Regions from separate parts of the Anas platyrhynchos genome. Here region 2 is linked to region 1. Evidence: chromatin contacts called from public Hi-C data. All regions are on one chromosome and are shown on one strand. The core of a region is the stretch at or near the end of the contact, and the rest is flanking DNA. Distances in the headings are between cores, read along the strand shown. Region 1 holds the start of PTP4A2 (protein tyrosine phosphatase 4A2). Region 2 overlaps ADGRB2 (adhesion G protein-coupled receptor B2).

What was found. Hi-C and Micro-C count contacts between places; a contact is called where the count stands out from the background.
Region 2: a Hi-C map of F5 follicle shows a contact between it and region 1, with 2.7 times the contacts expected there. The contact joins the enhancer-like site here to the promoter of PTP4A2 in region 1. A contact is called at or near these places in 3 of 8 Hi-C or Micro-C datasets (F1 follicle, F5 follicle and subcutaneous adipose tissue).

Annotation. Positions count from the first base shown.
Region 1 is chr24:1,230,557-1,238,438 of IASCAAS_PekinDuck_T2T, reverse strand. PTP4A2 (protein tyrosine phosphatase 4A2) reads right to left here and starts at 3,458. Exons shown (of 7, transcript XM_038167339.2): 1 at 3,415-3,458; 2 at 2,776-2,849. It overlaps KHDRBS1 (KH RNA binding domain containing, signal transduction associated 1), which reads left to right and starts at 3,750. Exons shown (of 11, transcript XM_072027499.1): 1 at 3,750-4,294. The coding sequence starts at 3,892.
Region 2 is chr24:1,269,164-1,277,045 of IASCAAS_PekinDuck_T2T, reverse strand. The region is part of intron 1 of ADGRB2 (adhesion G protein-coupled receptor B2); the gene reads right to left. Among named protein-coding and RNA genes, the nearest start is that of ADGRB2, 13 kb to the right of the region's middle. Within about 2 kb of position 3,240, at least 2 of the 8 cell types and tissues checked have an H3K27ac peak or open chromatin away from gene starts, as enhancers often do. A contact at or near this core is called in F1 follicle and F5 follicle, where this site is marked.

The sequences.
Region 1 (7,882 bases), core at 2,209-4,708:
CTCCCAGCAGAGCCCCCTCGCACCCCAACGACCCCCCAGGCCCCAGAGGGGCTCCGGGACCCCCCCCCAAGCCCCGAAACCCCCCCCAGGACCCCCCTCGAGCCCAGGACCCCCCCCAAAAAGCCCAGAAAGGCCCCGGAGCCCCCCCCCAACCCCCTCCCGAGCCCAGGCCCGCCCCGGGGCGGGGGCTGCGGGGCCTCCCCCGGCCCCTCCTCACCCGGTGCCCCCCCCCCAAGCACCGCGGGGCCCCCTCACCGTGGGCATTGAGCGGGCGGCCTTCTGCCGAGCGGGGCCGGCGCCTCCCACGCAGCGGGGCCGGGAGGGGGGCGGGAAGGGGCGCGGCGGGAGGGGAGGGAGGGGAAGGGGAAGGGGGAAGGGGAAGGGAAGGAGGCGGCGGGGCCCGGGAACCGGAGCCGGGGCTGGGTGGGGGCCGCTGGGGCCCGGCCGCTGCTGGAGGGAGCCCGGAGCCCGCGCGCTGCTGCTGGAGCACAGGCCGCGCCCCCCCGCGCCGCGTGGTACGCTCCAGCCTCCTCCTCCTCCTCCTCGTCCTCCCCCCTCAATGCCCTGTGGTACGGTCCGCCCGCCCCGGCTCTGCGCGTTGGGAGAGACCATCTCTAGCCACCGCGGGGGTGTTCCCGAAATACGGGGGTGAGGACAGCAGCGCGGGGAGGAGGTGCCGGGCCCCGCCGCCGCTCACCGGGCTGGAGGCGCGGAGCCAAGCGCGGGGCCTCCTCCGGGCTGTACGGAGCCGCTGCCGCCCTCCCGCCGCCATCACCGCGCTGCTGTCCCCCCCCTATCCCCAGCGCGGTGGTACGGCCCGCCCCGCCCCTCTGAGCGCCGGCCCAGCCCATCCAAGGCAGCGCTGGGGGGGGAGACGCTGGGTCCCGGCCCTCCCCTTCCGCCGCACTTGGAGTCGCCCTCCGGCCCCACGTGCGCGCCGGCCCTTCCACGCCAGCACCTCCCCCCCCCGCGCGGGGAGGAGTTGGTACGGCCCGCTCCCCCCCAACAACCCCCCGCCCGGTGGTTCGGCCCGCCCCGCCGTTCCCACGCCTTCCGCCTGGCGGGCGCGGCCGCTCCCATTGAGAAAAAAGGGGCAAGGGGGGAAAAAGCCCGAAACCGCCTCAAAACGGCGAGCGGCCGGCACGGGAGCGTGGGGCGGGGGGGAGAAGGGGACGCGGAGCTCCTCGGCTCGGCCATGTGGCGCTCGGGGGCTGAAGGAGGCGACCTGGGCTGCGGTACCGGGCTACAACCGGGCCGTACCGGGCTACAACCGGGCTGTACGGGGCCGTACCGGGCCATACCGGGCTGTACCGGCCCCCAGGCGGCCCCACCGGGCACAGCGCGGCTCCGGGCCCCCGGCTCCAGCCCCCTCCTCCCACCCGGCCCCGTTGCCCGTTGAGTGCAGCCCGGTGGAACCGAGGCGGAGCCGCCCCCGGGAGCGGCACGGCCCCGCTGGGCTCGCCCCGGCGCCGTTCGGTTCCTCTGCCCCCCCCCCGGGTGGAGCCGCCGCCGGGCCGGGGTCCGCTAGAGGGCAGCCGGACACCGCTCCGGGCTCCCGAGGGGGAGAAGCGCTCGGCCCCGGTGGGGCTGTGCTCGCCCGTTAATACCGCGAGGAGTACCTTCATCGGGAGCCGCTGCCTGCCGCCGCCTTCCCAGCCCAAATTACCGGAGCTGAGCCCGGGGGCAGGGCGGGCGGGCCGTCCCCACCGGCATCGCCGCCGCTCCGGCCGAGGGAGGGGGCAGGAACAAGGCAGCCTCTGTGTCCTCCGCGCCCGCAGGAAGCCCTCGGCGGGGCCCCTCGGGCCGGCGGGGCCGCTGACGCACTCCCATTTGCATAGCGCCCGGTGCCCCGGCCCAGCGGGCCCCTTCACAACAAAGGCGCTGCCCGGCCGGCTCCTGCCTCTCGCCCTGCCCCGTCCCGGAGGGCACCGCGTCCATTTTAACACCCTGGGACTCTTTTTTTCAGTGGCTGCTGGAGGCTCTGGCTGAGCTCAGGGCTGTGCTGCTCGCTCTGGGGGCTCCACAAGGTTGTAACAGACACACCTCAGCCCCTTTGTACCCCAGCAGATCAGGCTGAGGACAAATGAAGTAGAAGTAGCTCAATTTACAGCTGGGGAACTGACCAGTTAAGTGTCCAGCTCCACTCAAAAAGCCTGCAAGGAGTTGGAAACTGGTCCCAGATTTCCAAACTTCCAGACCAGGGCCCCATCGGGCAACCTTCCTCTAGAAATTAAACTCTAGAAGAGCTGCACGCATCTCTTTAGGCTGAAATTTTTGTGAGGGATGAGTCCAGATCAAATGGCTGATGGCTGCCATCCCCCACAGCAGCACAAGCACAGCAGAGGGGCTGGCTGCAGCAAGGGGAGAGTTGTGAGTGCTCAGCACGAGGCAGCAGGTGGAAACCCTGGGGCAAGGACAGCGTTTCCAAGAGCAGAGCTAGCACCGCCTGGCTTCAGGAAGGCACCACGGCATTTACAAGTAATGCAGCTGTAAGGACAGGCAAGGAAAGCGAATCTCAGTGAAACGTATCCAAAAATTACACTGAAGATATAAAACTGGGGTGAAAGAAGAGAAAGCGTGCGAGCAAGGAAGGCCCTGACGGGGGAGGCACACGTATCAGGGAGCCATGCAACACCAGGAGCTCCCTTCGAGGCAAGGCTTTACGGGCACCAAAGCGCCCAGGCACTGATGCCAAGTGAAGGCTGTGAGCAGGTTCTTCTTAGAACCAGCACCCAGGAGGGGAGAGGGCAGTGCAGGGCCCAGGCGCGCCGTTACCTGCTGCCGACGGAGGCCGTTTGTCCACGCACATCGACTCCAGCCCCACACAAGCGGCTGCTGCAAACTGGGCCCTGTGACGAGACACGGAAAGACCAGATGAGATTCGTGTCCTTAAGGGGATGAAAGATGTGTGGTTTTACCAGCTATAAAGTCCATCTTTTTGGGTCATGAACATAAAGCCATCGAGAAGGGCTGCATCCGATAGCACCGAGGCGCGCCCTGCCCTCTCCCTGAACACTCGGTCCCTCCAAAAACCATAGTAACGGAACCCCCCCCAGACGCACACTGTGTGGGAGCGGGCACCCGCAGTGGGAAAACGACCAGGGCCCCTCAGAGCCCCCCAAGAGCCCTCTCAGGCCGCTGAGAGCCCCCTCAGAGTCCCCTAGGAGCCCCTCAGAGGCCCCTAAGAGCCCCCTCAGACCCCCCAGGCCCATCAGAGCCCCCCCAGAGGCCTCCAGAGGCCCTTCAGAGGCCCTCAGAGCCCCCTCAAAGACCCCCAGAGCCTCACAGGGGCCCTTCAAAGGCCCTCAGGCCCCCTCAGAGGCCTCCAGAGCCCCCTAAGAGCCCCTAAGAGCCCCTAAGGCCCCCCTCAGAGCCCCTCAACCCCCCTCAGGGCCCGGCCCCGCTGCCTCGCACCTCAACGCCGTCCCCGCGCGGGCAGCCAAATGCGCATGCGCGCAGCCGCTTCCCCCTCCCCCCCCGGGCACCACCTCCTGTGCGCACGCGCACTGAGGCCTCGGGGGACCATTCTCGCGCCGCCCCGCAACCAATGTCGCGCCGCCAACGCTGCGCATGCGCAGTCGAGGCCGAGGGCGCTTCCCCGCGCGCAGCTCTTCCCCCCCTCTGACGGTCCTGCACTGCGCATGCGCGCTCCGTGAGGGGCGGGGCGAGGCCGCGCCGCGAGGCCGGCGCTCTGCGCAGGCGCGGAGGCGCGCGGGGTGGTCGCGCGGGAGCCGTGTGGGGGGGTTAACCGAGGGGGCGGAACTTCCGGTCGCTCACTTCCGGCCGTGGCGCCGCGGCGGACGGTGTGGCAGCGCCGCTCCGCTCGGCCCGGCCCGGCCCGGCCCGGCCCGGTTCGGTTGGCTCGACCCCGCCCCCCCCCTCCCCTCCCCTATGCAGCGCCGCGACGACCCCGCCGCCCGCATGGGCCGGGGCCCGGGGCCCGGTGGAGGCGGCGGAGGAGCCCGGCAAGGCTCAGCCCCACCGCGGCGGCCGCCCCGGGGAGGGGGAGGCCGCGGGGCCGGCTCCGGGGCGCAGCCGCCGCCGCCGCTGCTCCCGCCCAGCGCTGCGGGCACGGCCTCGGCCGCTCAGGGCCCCGCTGCTGCTTCCTCCACCACCACCACCGCCGCCTCCTCCTCATCCTCCTCTTCCTCCTCCGGTGCCGGTGCCCCCACCCCGCTGCTGCCCGGTTCCGGCGGGAAGCTGGAGCCCGAGAACAAATACCTGCCCGAGCTGATGGCCGAGAAGGACAGCCTCGACCCGTCCTTCACGCACGCCATGCAGCTCCTCACCGCAGGTACCGGGCCGGCCGGGACCCCCGGCAATGAACGGGAGAGGGGGGGGGGGAGGCCGGGCAGGTCCCGGGGGGGGGGGCGGCGGGGCCGTTGTGCAGCCCCCCCGAGGCATGGGTTGGAGCAGCCCGGTGCTGAGGGGCAGCCCCCGGTTCACCGGGGTGGGTCGAGCCCCCGGAGCCGGTGGGGGGGGATGAGGGGGGGTTCGGAGCGCGGCGGGGCCGGCCCTTCGCTTCCACCCGGGGGGAGAGGGGTCCCAGGAGGATGGGGACAGCGGGGATCTGCCCGGAGCCGCTGCCTGAGGCCCTGCGGGGTGCGAGCAACTCTGATTTTCCCCTCGGGTGCTGTGGGTTAGGGCTCGTTTCGTGCTCGCCATGAGCCGGGTTAGGGGCTGGCAATGGCAGCCTTTGTTCTGCGCCCAGACCAGCCTTCGCCTTCTCCTTCCCCGTCGCTGTCCAATCGCCTGCCGGCTCGGATTTCTGCCTATCTGCACGGTGCAGCTGCTGCTCCCGCACTCGGCGGCCCTATCGGGTAGGCTCAGCTGCCTCCAGACCCCGCAGACGGCTTAAAAAGGGGAACCGGTGCCAGCATTCGGTGCCACTCGGTGCTTACCGTGTGCTGGGAGGCACCGGCACGAGGACAGATGCAGGTTCAGCCTGCAGATGCTCAGCTCCCCGGTGTTTATCGTTCTGCTTTGGAATGGGCTCGTTCAGGGCTTTAAAACGTTGGATGCTGCCGTAGTCATCGCAGCACGAGGGGCTTTCCTAGCTCCTCCTGTGGCATGGGGAATAATTCCTCAGAAGTGCCCCCTCCCTTTGTGCAAGTAACCAAGGTGCCTCGGCATGGGGAACCTGGCATCGATTGTGGACATCTCGATCTAAACCCAGCAGTCCTGTAAGCTGATTTGCCGTCAATTTAAGGTTTTTCATTAATAAACCCCCTCTGCCAGCTGATGCTCAGTGATAATGCCCCCAGCACAGCCGGAGGGGTTTGCTGATTCCTGCACAAAGAGCAGCGCTCGGCCCCGTAGCAAAGCTTCCCTCAGAGAGAGGTGTAACCAGGATTTACGAGGGGGTTTTCATTAATTTAAAATTTACTGAGAGCAGACTGCTGCCTTGTGAGACTTAACATCGAGCACTGGAAGAGCCCCAGATGCTTCCTGCCTGCTTTGGGTGTTTGGATATTGCTGGCCTTTAGGAGCATCCAGCAGCAGTCTGCATTCAGGGCAATTGGAGTGAGAAGCTGGTGGAAGAAAAGCTGAAATAAACCCGAGCTTTTAGGCAAGTGCCTCGTTGTGCAGAGGGCCGGCTGCTCCCTGGGTTGCTCACAATTCCTCTACTGCCGTGGCAGCCTCTGGGGCTGTCCTGCTGGAGGAGCTGCTCTGGAATTTAGGTCTGGGCCAGAGCTTGTAGCGCATACGTGTAGCACAACTTGAGCAAAGTGATTTTCAGACAAACACACCCAAAAAAAAGGCTGGTTGCTGACTGACAGCCACCCTCCTGCCCCAGCCCCTTCTCAGGAAGGCAGGCTGCTGGTGCTGCCTGCTCTCGGGAGGGAGAACCCCGCGGGTCTGCGCTGACACCGAGCCTTGCCGTGTAAAAACAGCGTCTGAAAGCAGGCTGAAACACTTCTGGAGTTGTAAAACTGGGTTCTCGTGTTAATCAACGCGTAGCAGAGCAGGAGCAGCGCCAGGAGCCCTCAGCAGGACCCCCTGCTGCCTGCCTGCCTCGTGCCAGCTTCATTTCATCTCTTCCTAGCAGGAGAAGATGCTGCACGGGCCGGGCGGGCAGTGGCCGTGCTGCCAAGGACCCAGCAGGAGGATTTAGAGGTGGGCTGAGGCCACGAGGCAGTGAGGAGCTGTACAAAACCCCCAGCAGGCAGCTGGGCAGGGCTCTTTCCGCATGCAGTTGGGGATGGAGATGATTTTATCAATCTCTGTGTTTCCAAGTGTACACCCAGCCCCCCGAGGAGCTGTGAGTGCTGCCTTAGACCCGTGCCCGATGTCCTGAGCTGAGCCATGTGCCTCGTTTCCTGCTGAGCCCTGCTGGGTGCTGCCACTGCTGGGATTCTGCCTCCTCGGGAGCCTCGCTGCCTGTGCCATCTCTCCCAGCTCTCCTCCTGCCTCACACTTCGGTGTTTCTCCTCCCCGTGCCCCTTCTCCCTGTGCTGCCCGGCCCTGGGAGATCAGACCCGCTAGGAAGCCGCAGCGTAGAGGTGGGGCCCTGCCCTCTTCCAGAGGCTCCCACCCCAAAACTCTTCATTTTCTTTCCTTTGGGGCCGTGGGGTCAGCACAACCACGCCGTGAAGGTGATGCCCTCAGCGTTAGGGCTGGACAGGAGCTGTCCCTGCTCGCAGAGCCCCGTTGTGCCGCGGGGCAGAGCTGAGAACGTTTGGGCTGAGAGCAGGAGGAGCGCTGCGGCTGCTCAGCCTCCTCCTTGCGCAGCAGCGGCGTTACCAACCCCCTTTACCTACCCCTTAGGATTTCTACCAAGACAATGCAATCACTGCCCCCAACGAAGGCCTGGGAACCACTGCCACGCATGCCGCCAGCCTGCTGACATTCCCCGTGGCCAGAAGGTAACCTTCTGCTGCGCCTCTCACCCGGCTTCCTAAAACCAGCACCACAATCCGGCGTGCTTAACCCCTCGAGGCGTACGTACGCTCCTCCTTGGGCTCAGTTCCTCCAGCACTGCTCCGTGCCGCGCAGCTCGTGCCAGGATGCGTTTGGGTGATGCTGGAGCAACACACAGAACACCTTGTGTGTGTCTTTGGTCCCTGCTGGCAGCTTTGGAGCACGTTCGGAGGTGCCAGGTCCGGTGCTGACCGAGAGCTCCAGGAGCAATTCCTCTGGGCCAGGATTTTTTTTTTTAATCCCTCATATTTTGGGTTTCCCTTGAAGAGTTAGCGCTGGTGGATCTGATGCTTCTCAGCAGATGTTTAAGGGTTTGTCCCAGATGTTGCTGCTGCTCTTGCACGAGGCAGAATGGGGTTTGCTGTGTGGCTGTTGTGAATTGGGATTCGCTGGTGTCAGGGGCTGACGTCTGATCCCGCTGGGTTCCTGCGAGGTCGTTGAAAGGTGCTTTTATTCTTGGTGTGTGCATAGGAAGTGCTTGGTGTTAACACGCAGGGTGATTTTCCACAAATACTGCTTTTGGAGAGCCATGGTATTGGAGAGGTGATCTCATTTCTATTACAGGATCGAAAGCTGCACTTAATCAATGACGAGGCCGCCAGTGCAATCCTTAGATTCCAAAGCTTGGTTCCCTGACGTGTTTTCATTGCTAAAATTTTAAAACCTGTGTATAAAACTAACCAAGGCAGCCATCTCCTTTGTCTGTTCTACACATTTGACAGCATTTGAACTCTGGTTTTGTTATGTTTGTGTACTGCCCTCAAAGTCATTTCTTTGTAAAGGAAAAACCCAAGCCCTTTTTTCAAAGCTGATTATATCCAGCAATTTTCTTAAACCGAGGAGTCATGGTAACAGCTTTGTAAGGGATCCAAGGCGCTGTTGCAAGTAGGAATAAGAAAAATTAGGCCTTTTTCACAATTATGCAACGCGATACCAAGATCCATATTTAGATCTCTAAACT
Region 2 (7,882 bases), core at 1,991-4,490, 39 kb before region 1:
CAATTCCTGGGGTGATGCAGCCCAGAGATTGAGGGGAGCAAGGGCACAGCCCCGTCTGCCTCTCACCTGGCACATTCCCAGCCTGAGCCCCCCCTTCCCCTCCCCAAATCCTCCTCGTCGCTGCGTGGCCGGCAGGGCAGCGGCACGCCGCTCCCCCCAGGTCCATAAAGATTAAATTACAAAAGAAGGAAAAAGGAGATTTTTTTTTTTTTTTTAACTACGCTGAACAATCATCTCCTTTAATATCCATAGATAAAACCTGTAATTGTTTCAAATGAGAGCTAGGTAATTTAGGCTCCGTTTTATGGTGTTTTGGACTATAAAGTCCCCGTGCTGAAATCTCCTGGCAGGCAGGTGCAGAAGGCTGGGTTTGCTGGGGGTTATTTTTATTATTTTACTTAGAGTTAGCCGAGAAATATGGAACAATTACCCTTTAATTCAAGGTGTCCCCAGGGCTTACTCCGCTCCCAGCTCTCTGAATACCTGATGATCACTTGGAAGGCAGAGGAAGCCGAAGAGAGGGAGGAGCAGGTGCCCAGCGCCACCAGGCCGTGCCGCAGCCCCCGCTGTGCTCCCCCAAAACCCAAAAAATCCGGGAGCCCTGCAGGTGACAGGGACAGTGACAGCCTCCTGCAGCCCGTGGAGGACAGGCGAATTTCTCCCCTAGCAGAACGGGAGCTGCCCAGGCTCTCCCCACCAGGCAGGAGCCGTGCCCGCTCCTCTCCCACCCCGCAGGCTGCTGCGGAGCACCAGGAGAAACCCCAAACCCCAGCCTGAGCTCCCTGCCACCTGCACGGGTGGAAAAAGGGGAAAAAGGAGGAAAAAACGCACGCAGCCCGAGCTGAAGTGCACCAGATTTGGCGACGTGAAGCCCAGCACAGCTCAGGGGGAGCACGGCACAGGGCAGCGGTGCTCAGCCACGCTCCCCCGAGCCCCCCCGAGAGCCTTCTGCAGGGCAGCGCAGCGCTTGCACGGTGCAGGCACCCCTATTAACCTAATTAATTACAACAGGGGCCTGCGGATTGCCTCATTATGAATGTGCTTCGTTTTGATTTCCCTTCTAATTAATTTGTATTATTTACACACAGCACCAGCTGGCCGGGCAGGACTCAGAGCAAACGGCTCCTGGGCGTTAAGGGCTGGTACCGGGGGAAGGGGATGGAAACCTGGGGACAAACCCCACAGCCCCAGGGGCAGGATGGATCCCATGGGGTTGTAGGAAATGGGGAAAAAAAACCTGCTTTGGGGGCTTTTTGCCCTGCAGAGGACACGGGCAGCAAGCCCACCACCAAACCACAAGGGTCACCACCCCACGGGGTCGTGCCTGGAGACCCCAAAGGCCGTGCCCCTGCCCCAAGGGTCCCCAAGGGGACGTGGTGGTGCCATGGGGACCCCAGAGGGAGCCCGGTGGCCGGGCCTCACTAGAGGGCAGCAAAATGCTGCCGTTCCCAGGGCTGGTGGCACGGGGCCACCGCTGTGACCAGCCACAGACTCCTTGGGGTCCCCCCACCCTTGTCCCCCACCACTCGGGCACGGATCTCCCCATCACCACAGCCTCCAGTGCCCAGGAGCTGCCACCCCCCACTTGGGGTCCCTGGCAACCTTTTGGGGTGCTCAGGAGAGGCTGGGATGGGGGCACCCTGCCTGCAATGGGAGCATTTTCTTGGTTGGGGGGTGCTGGTGCTGAAGGTGGCCGAGGAGGGACAGGTAGAGGCCAGCTGGGCGCCAGCAGCACTTTTTTGGGGGCTCAAACACGGGGTTGCTGCAGCCCTGGGCACCCCCAGCACCCTGCGCCACGGCCCCCCCAGCACCGGAGTGGTTTTGGGGTGCCCAGGAGCACCCGGGGAGCCCTGCCTTTTTTTCCACCCCCCCAAACCTTTCACCAAAATGCAACCCTGAGCGCGACGAAGGGCAGCAGAGTGTGCCCGGTGGCAGAGCTCAGCCCTGCGGGGCTGCGTGGTACCACCGAGCTCAGCAAAACCCAAAAAACCCTGCTCTGCTGCCTCTGCGCTAAAACCATCAGCAAAAAAACCCTGCTAAAAGCCCGAGCCTTCACCCTGTGCCCGTGCCAGCTGCAATTAGGACTGCAACCCCTTCCTCTCGTGGCCAAATGGGTACAGGAGGTGCCTTTGCAGGAAAGCTGCAGGCTGCACCTCGTTAAGTGCACCGGATTTTCCTGGCCTCCTGGGGGACCGCTCAGAGCTTCGCTGCCAAAAGCAGAGTGACCCGAGCACATCCTGCACCAGGCGGCCACGGCGCCGCTCCCCATCCCAGCTCGCCATCGATTCCCTGTTTTGGCCACCCCTGGCGTGCTCCAAGCCCTGCCTGGTGCTAGGACAATGCCAGGGCTGAGCTTTTATCCATCCCGAGCTGGCAGAGGCAGGGGTTCAGCAACACAAGGAGCCAGCCCGGGTCACCAGGAGCTCCCCACGGCACGGCACGGGGGCTGTGCCAGGCAGGGGCCATCCTGTGCCCGATGCTGCAGCCTCTGCTTGGAGAGCAGCTCCTGTTCTTAGGGTTTCTCCTCCTGTATCACCAAATCCAGGGGAGTTACGAGCCCATCGCTCTGGTCAGAGATCGTTTTTTCCCTCCCCAAGTGATCGCTCATTGTGGAACTGGCTCTAAATGAGCAGATGGAGCCAATTCTGAGCGCACACATCGCCCCGGCTCGGCTGCGACTCGAGGCTGACCACAGCTAAAAATAAGGCGCCGCTGCTGGGGCTGAGCAGCAATTTGCAGCCCTTGTGGTCGGTGGCAAGAGCTGCTGCTTGGGAAGGCCGGGAACGAAGCACAGCCCCTTCCCGAGCACTCAGGCGGCCTCACCCTGCCTTCCCCCGGCCGATGCCAAACGCCCTTCGCTGCTCCAAGAGCACCAGAGGGATTTTACTGCCGGAGCTCGGAAGCAGGGGCAGGCTCAGCCCCTGATGTGCACGGTGGGTTTTACCGACAGATGCTGCAAACTCAGCGCCAGCCCCTCTCCAGGATCTGCAGCTGCAGGCTCCGAAAGTCCCAGCGTGGGTTGGCCACCGGTCATGTCCCCAGGTGGTATGTGAGCTCTGGTCACCTCCTGCGCTCCGGTCACCTCCTGTGCTCTTGTCACCTCCTGCTCCATCACAGCTCCCTCCGATGGGAGCCTCCAGCACACGAGCACGAGCCTCCTGGCTGCGCCCACACGGCAAAGCCAGCTCCAGAGAAACCTCTTCAAAGTCCGCCTTTAAAGCCAAGGGAGTAAAAACCACACAAGATTATCACTATTATTTGTTTGTTAACCTTCGGATTTACTCAAGGCCTATGTTTGCGACGTGTTATTGCTATTAATCTCTATTATTTACTTCTAACATTTATTAAGTGGCCTTCCTGCGGGCTGGGGCACATGCTTCGCATTTCTCGGAGCAGAAACCAACGCTTGGATGTGAAACGTTCACAACCTGGCTGCCGGGAGCCTTTTTACAGCCCCTCCGAGCAGGAGGGGCGAGGGAGGAGGTGCCCAGCCCACGAGGTCCCACCAGGGCCCCCACTGGGGTGGCACAGACGGAGCCCACAGGTTTTTGAGCCCCTGGGGAGAGGCGAGCAGAGGATCTGAAGGAGCTCCAGGTACAGCAACGCCCTCCTGGAGCCGGCCGATGCCTAGGAGCTCGCTCGGAGCAGCTCTCCTGCAGCACAGCCATCACCCACCAGGCTGCTGGCTGCCTGCGAGGCTGTGCTCAGCAATCACACAGCTTTCATGCCAGCCACCAGCACGGTCCCCATGATTATCGCCCGCGAGCTGCTCTGCCTCCCTGCACCTTCCCTCGCCGAGCACGCGACTCGACACGACTTTGTTCTGCAGAGAGCCGCAGCTACGGCCGGGCACTGCTGCTGCCTTTGAGGACACCTCCTCTGCACGCCCTCACCGTGCTCCGACAAAAGGTAAACCCCACGACCTCAGCTCCTCTTCCCAGTAACGAGAGGAAAACGAACATCCTCTGAGCTCCAAACATCCTCTGAGCACCAAACATCCTCTGAGCGGGAGCACGAGGCCAGAGCGCTCTTCAGATCTGTTACCAGAGACATTTCTGAGCGTGAGCATCCAATTAAAAATCTCTCTCCACCTTCCCCAAACCTTTTTTATCCCCCCACATCGATGTGGCCGGCAGCAGAAAATCATTTTTGGCCTGAAATCCTTCCCAGCACAGGGGGAGCAGCCGGGCAGCTCCCACGCAAACCACGCCGCCCTCTCATTAGCGGCACAAACGGCCCCGTGGCGCACGAGGGGGCTGTTTAATGAAGGCACTCGCTGTAAACAGGAGGAACGAGAGCCTCACCTGGCTACCCAGGCCGTGCTTGTTGTTTTTAGTGAGCTGGCAGGGTCAGGAATTAACGCTTCGTGCCTCATCCTGGCTCACGCTCTCGGCCCCAGCGGAGCGCTGCACCTAACGAGCGGCCGACCCGCGGTTACCTCGACGCTGCCTTCAAAGCTGGCTCTCCCGGGATGATGACAGCTTGGGGAAAGGCATAGGAAAAAAAAAAAAAAAAAACAAAACATCACTCTGCTAAATTATGAGGCTGTCGGAGGAGAATTCCAGGCGCAGGGAAACCTCGCGTTGCGTAAGAGCGGCCAGAGGCACGAGGCAGGTTGAGCTGCTGGGGCTGCACGGCCCCATGGAGGGGTTCCCCCAGCACCTCGGGGTGCCCTAATTACACTGCAAAGGGACCCCCTGTGGGGGTCCCGAATAAATGCAGCCACCCCGTTCTGCCCTGCCTGCTGCACCAGAAAGCGTCTGAGCTGATGCAGATGTTCTGGCTGGTGGAATCCTGGGCTCCTTGGAGCTGGATTTTTGCGCTTTCTGTGCATTTCCCTAGCAGAAGGCAGAGGACAAGGGCAGGGCAGCGGCGCTGAAACCACTCAGCTCGCTGGATCTTTATCACTGGCAATGAACAGAGAGGCTGCGGCTTCGTCTCAGAGCCTGGCTGAGGCACCAGCCAGCAGAAAAATCCCCCCTCCACCTCCCAAGCAGCAGCAGCAAAGCCCTCGGGCTCCGCGTGCCAGCCCCTCCTGCGCCTACCAGCACCCGAGGAGCTCGGCAGCCCCGCAGCAGCACGGAGCAGAGCCAGCACGGCTCAGGGTGAGCCAGCAGAGCTGTGGCAGCTTTAACGAGGCCCTGCTAATTCAGAGGGATGGGAAGAGCGAGCAGAGGTCAGCGGCTGCCTGCAGACTGCCCCGCTCATTTGCTGCAGGTCGCTGTCGGGAAGCCACCGGCGGGGGGACCGCAGCTTTGCTGCGTGTCTGGGTTCACAAACCGCAGCCGTGACCCCAAACGATGGCTGCTGGTGAGGGATTTGTCCAGCAAAACCCCATCAGCCCAAACGGCAGAGGGCTGGGAGTGAGCAGGAGGCTGTTATGGGGCTGCCATGTCCTCGTTCCCCTGCCTGCAGCGGGCTAAGCCAGGTTAATCCACAGCGTGGAAAAAGAGAGGGGTTAAACAGCAGTGGCCCGAGCTGCGGCACTCTTCCAAGGTAGATCCAAGCAATCCATCACAGCACAACCCTCCTGCGCAGACCACACGGATTGTCATAATCCAATTACCCCCCTCTTCCCTGCGCCCGTGCATCAAAAGCAACCGACGAGGCCGACGGTTTGCCAAAAAGAAAAACCCACCAGGAAGGGCACTTCTCACGTCCTGGAGCTACGGCCTCGCGCAGCTGCGTGCCCAAGCTCTGCTGCCTAATTACCAACCATTTCATGCTCCGAAAGTTAATATTTCAACCAGAAGGACCAGAGGCTGCCTCGCACTGGCGGCCAGCTTCCCTGGCTGCTGGGGAGCCTGCCCGAGGCAACAAACCCCGGCTCACCCCAGCCCTACAGACACAGCTCCACGGGCAGCCAGGGACCCAAGGAGGAGGAATCACCCTGCCCGGGGTTACTGCAGCCACCCCAGGGACGTACGAGGTGCCCCCGAGAGCCCCAGAGCAGTGTTTTGGGTCCCTGGGGCAGCATCGCCTCCTCCCTCGCTGCTGCTGCTGCTGCTGGTGCCATCCTGCACGGTTAAAGGGGAGCCCCGGGGGGAATTTCCTCCTGGGGAGGCTCGGAGCAGGCGGCTGCAGCAGATTGCAGGGAGCAGCAGGAGCCGAGGCAGCTGGCACAGGATGGCCAGGGCTGCCCGGATCCACCCCGCATCTGGAGGAGGTCGCCCAGCTGGGTGCTGTGCTGGGCCAGCTCCCAGGGCTTCGAGCCTTTTACAGGGGGAAGGACTCCAAAAACATCGCTGCCAGCCCGGCCCCGCGTCGCAGCAGATGTTAATGAGAGAGAAAAATACGGGATGGAAACCTAAAGGGACACAGGGAAATCTACAGGATGCCTCCGCCTGCATCCAGCAGCACCAAAGCCCAGCCCCATGCAAGCTTCTGGGGCTTTTGGTCGCTGCTTCCCACCTCCAGACAGCCTCAACCTGCCACAGTCCGGCACCCAAACCCCCCCTGCACTGAGAGGCATCCTCCTAAGGTCAGCGCCCTGGAAAAGTTCCCCTTTCAAGGTGACTTCTCAAGCTGTTGCGAGCAAACATCTGCAGGATTTTCCCTTGTAATAACAATAATCCTGCGGAGATTTGCCTAATCTCCCAGTGACTCACTCACCGGCCCGGATCCCCTGCCCTAATTACGGCACCGCTCCTCAGCCTCTTGCTCATCACAGCCACACTTCACGTCGGACCATTGCAGCCTCTTTTGCTGCTTCTCCAGGCCTGGAAATGATCTCTCCATCCTCCTCATACCTCCCAAAAACCCAACAGGCACACCGCATCCTCTCGCCGGGCTGGTTCCTGCAGAGCTGGGCTCTCCACGGGGCTCCCTGGCTGCTGGACCGCAGCGGCGTGGGGAAGCTGCCCCTCTGCTGCTTTATTTTGCCTCTGGTGGCATCGGGATCGCCCTTCTCACGCAGGAACCAGCACCTGGAAACCTTCTGATCTACCTGGGGCCTCGGGCAGACTCGGATGAACCATCACGAGGCACAGGGTTCTTTTATCAGCCCTCCAAATCCCTTCTCCATTAGTTCCTAATCCCCTCTGGGAAGGGACCGGTGCCTTTCCCTCTCCCCTCCGCTTCTCTCCGCCGTGGATCATCTCACCGCAAGCCACCGAGTCCTCCAAGTGCTTCAAACCCCAGCAAATCCTTCACCATGGTAACTCAGCCAGCGCCTCGCGGCCCCGGATCTCAGGTGATTCGTGAATCCTCCTGCTAGGGGCAACTGGCTCTGCCTCGGGCACCTTCTGCAGGAGCAGAAAGCGCCGCTGATGAAGCTGTCTTCAAGGCAGGAGATGAATGCTGAACGGGGACCAAGCTCCAGCCCGTAATTCCCCCGTAGCAGAACCCCCCCAAAGCGACAGGCATTAACAGCGCTTCTTTGCTCTACACGAACCGAGCGTGGTCCAACTCCCAGAAGAAGCTGCTGAAGCCAAGAAATTGGCAAGGCTCCGAGAAGAAGCATATGTTTATATGCAGAACAGTGAAATCATCTGACAATAGTTAGCAGCACGCAGGAAAACAAAAGGGGAAAAATCCCCCTCGTCCCTCCTGCTCGCTACAAACCCCTGCTGGAGGAGGCTGCGGCATCACCGGGGGTCTGTCGGGGCAGGGTGGCTCCTTCCAGATGTCGTGGACAAGTTCTTCCCATCCTACCACACACATCTTCTAGAGACAGAAGGTAACATCACAGGTGAAAATCAAGGACCACAGAGCCCTGTGTTTGCAGCCCTCACCTCCTCGTAACAGGCTCATCTCCCACCCCAGGCATGGGACAAGGCTCACGCCTTGCGCCGGGGCCGGCTCAAATGAAGCCTTGGTTACCTATGGCACTGCCTCTTCCCCGTGCCCTCGCTTCCACGGTGCCTTTCCAGCCTCATTCTTT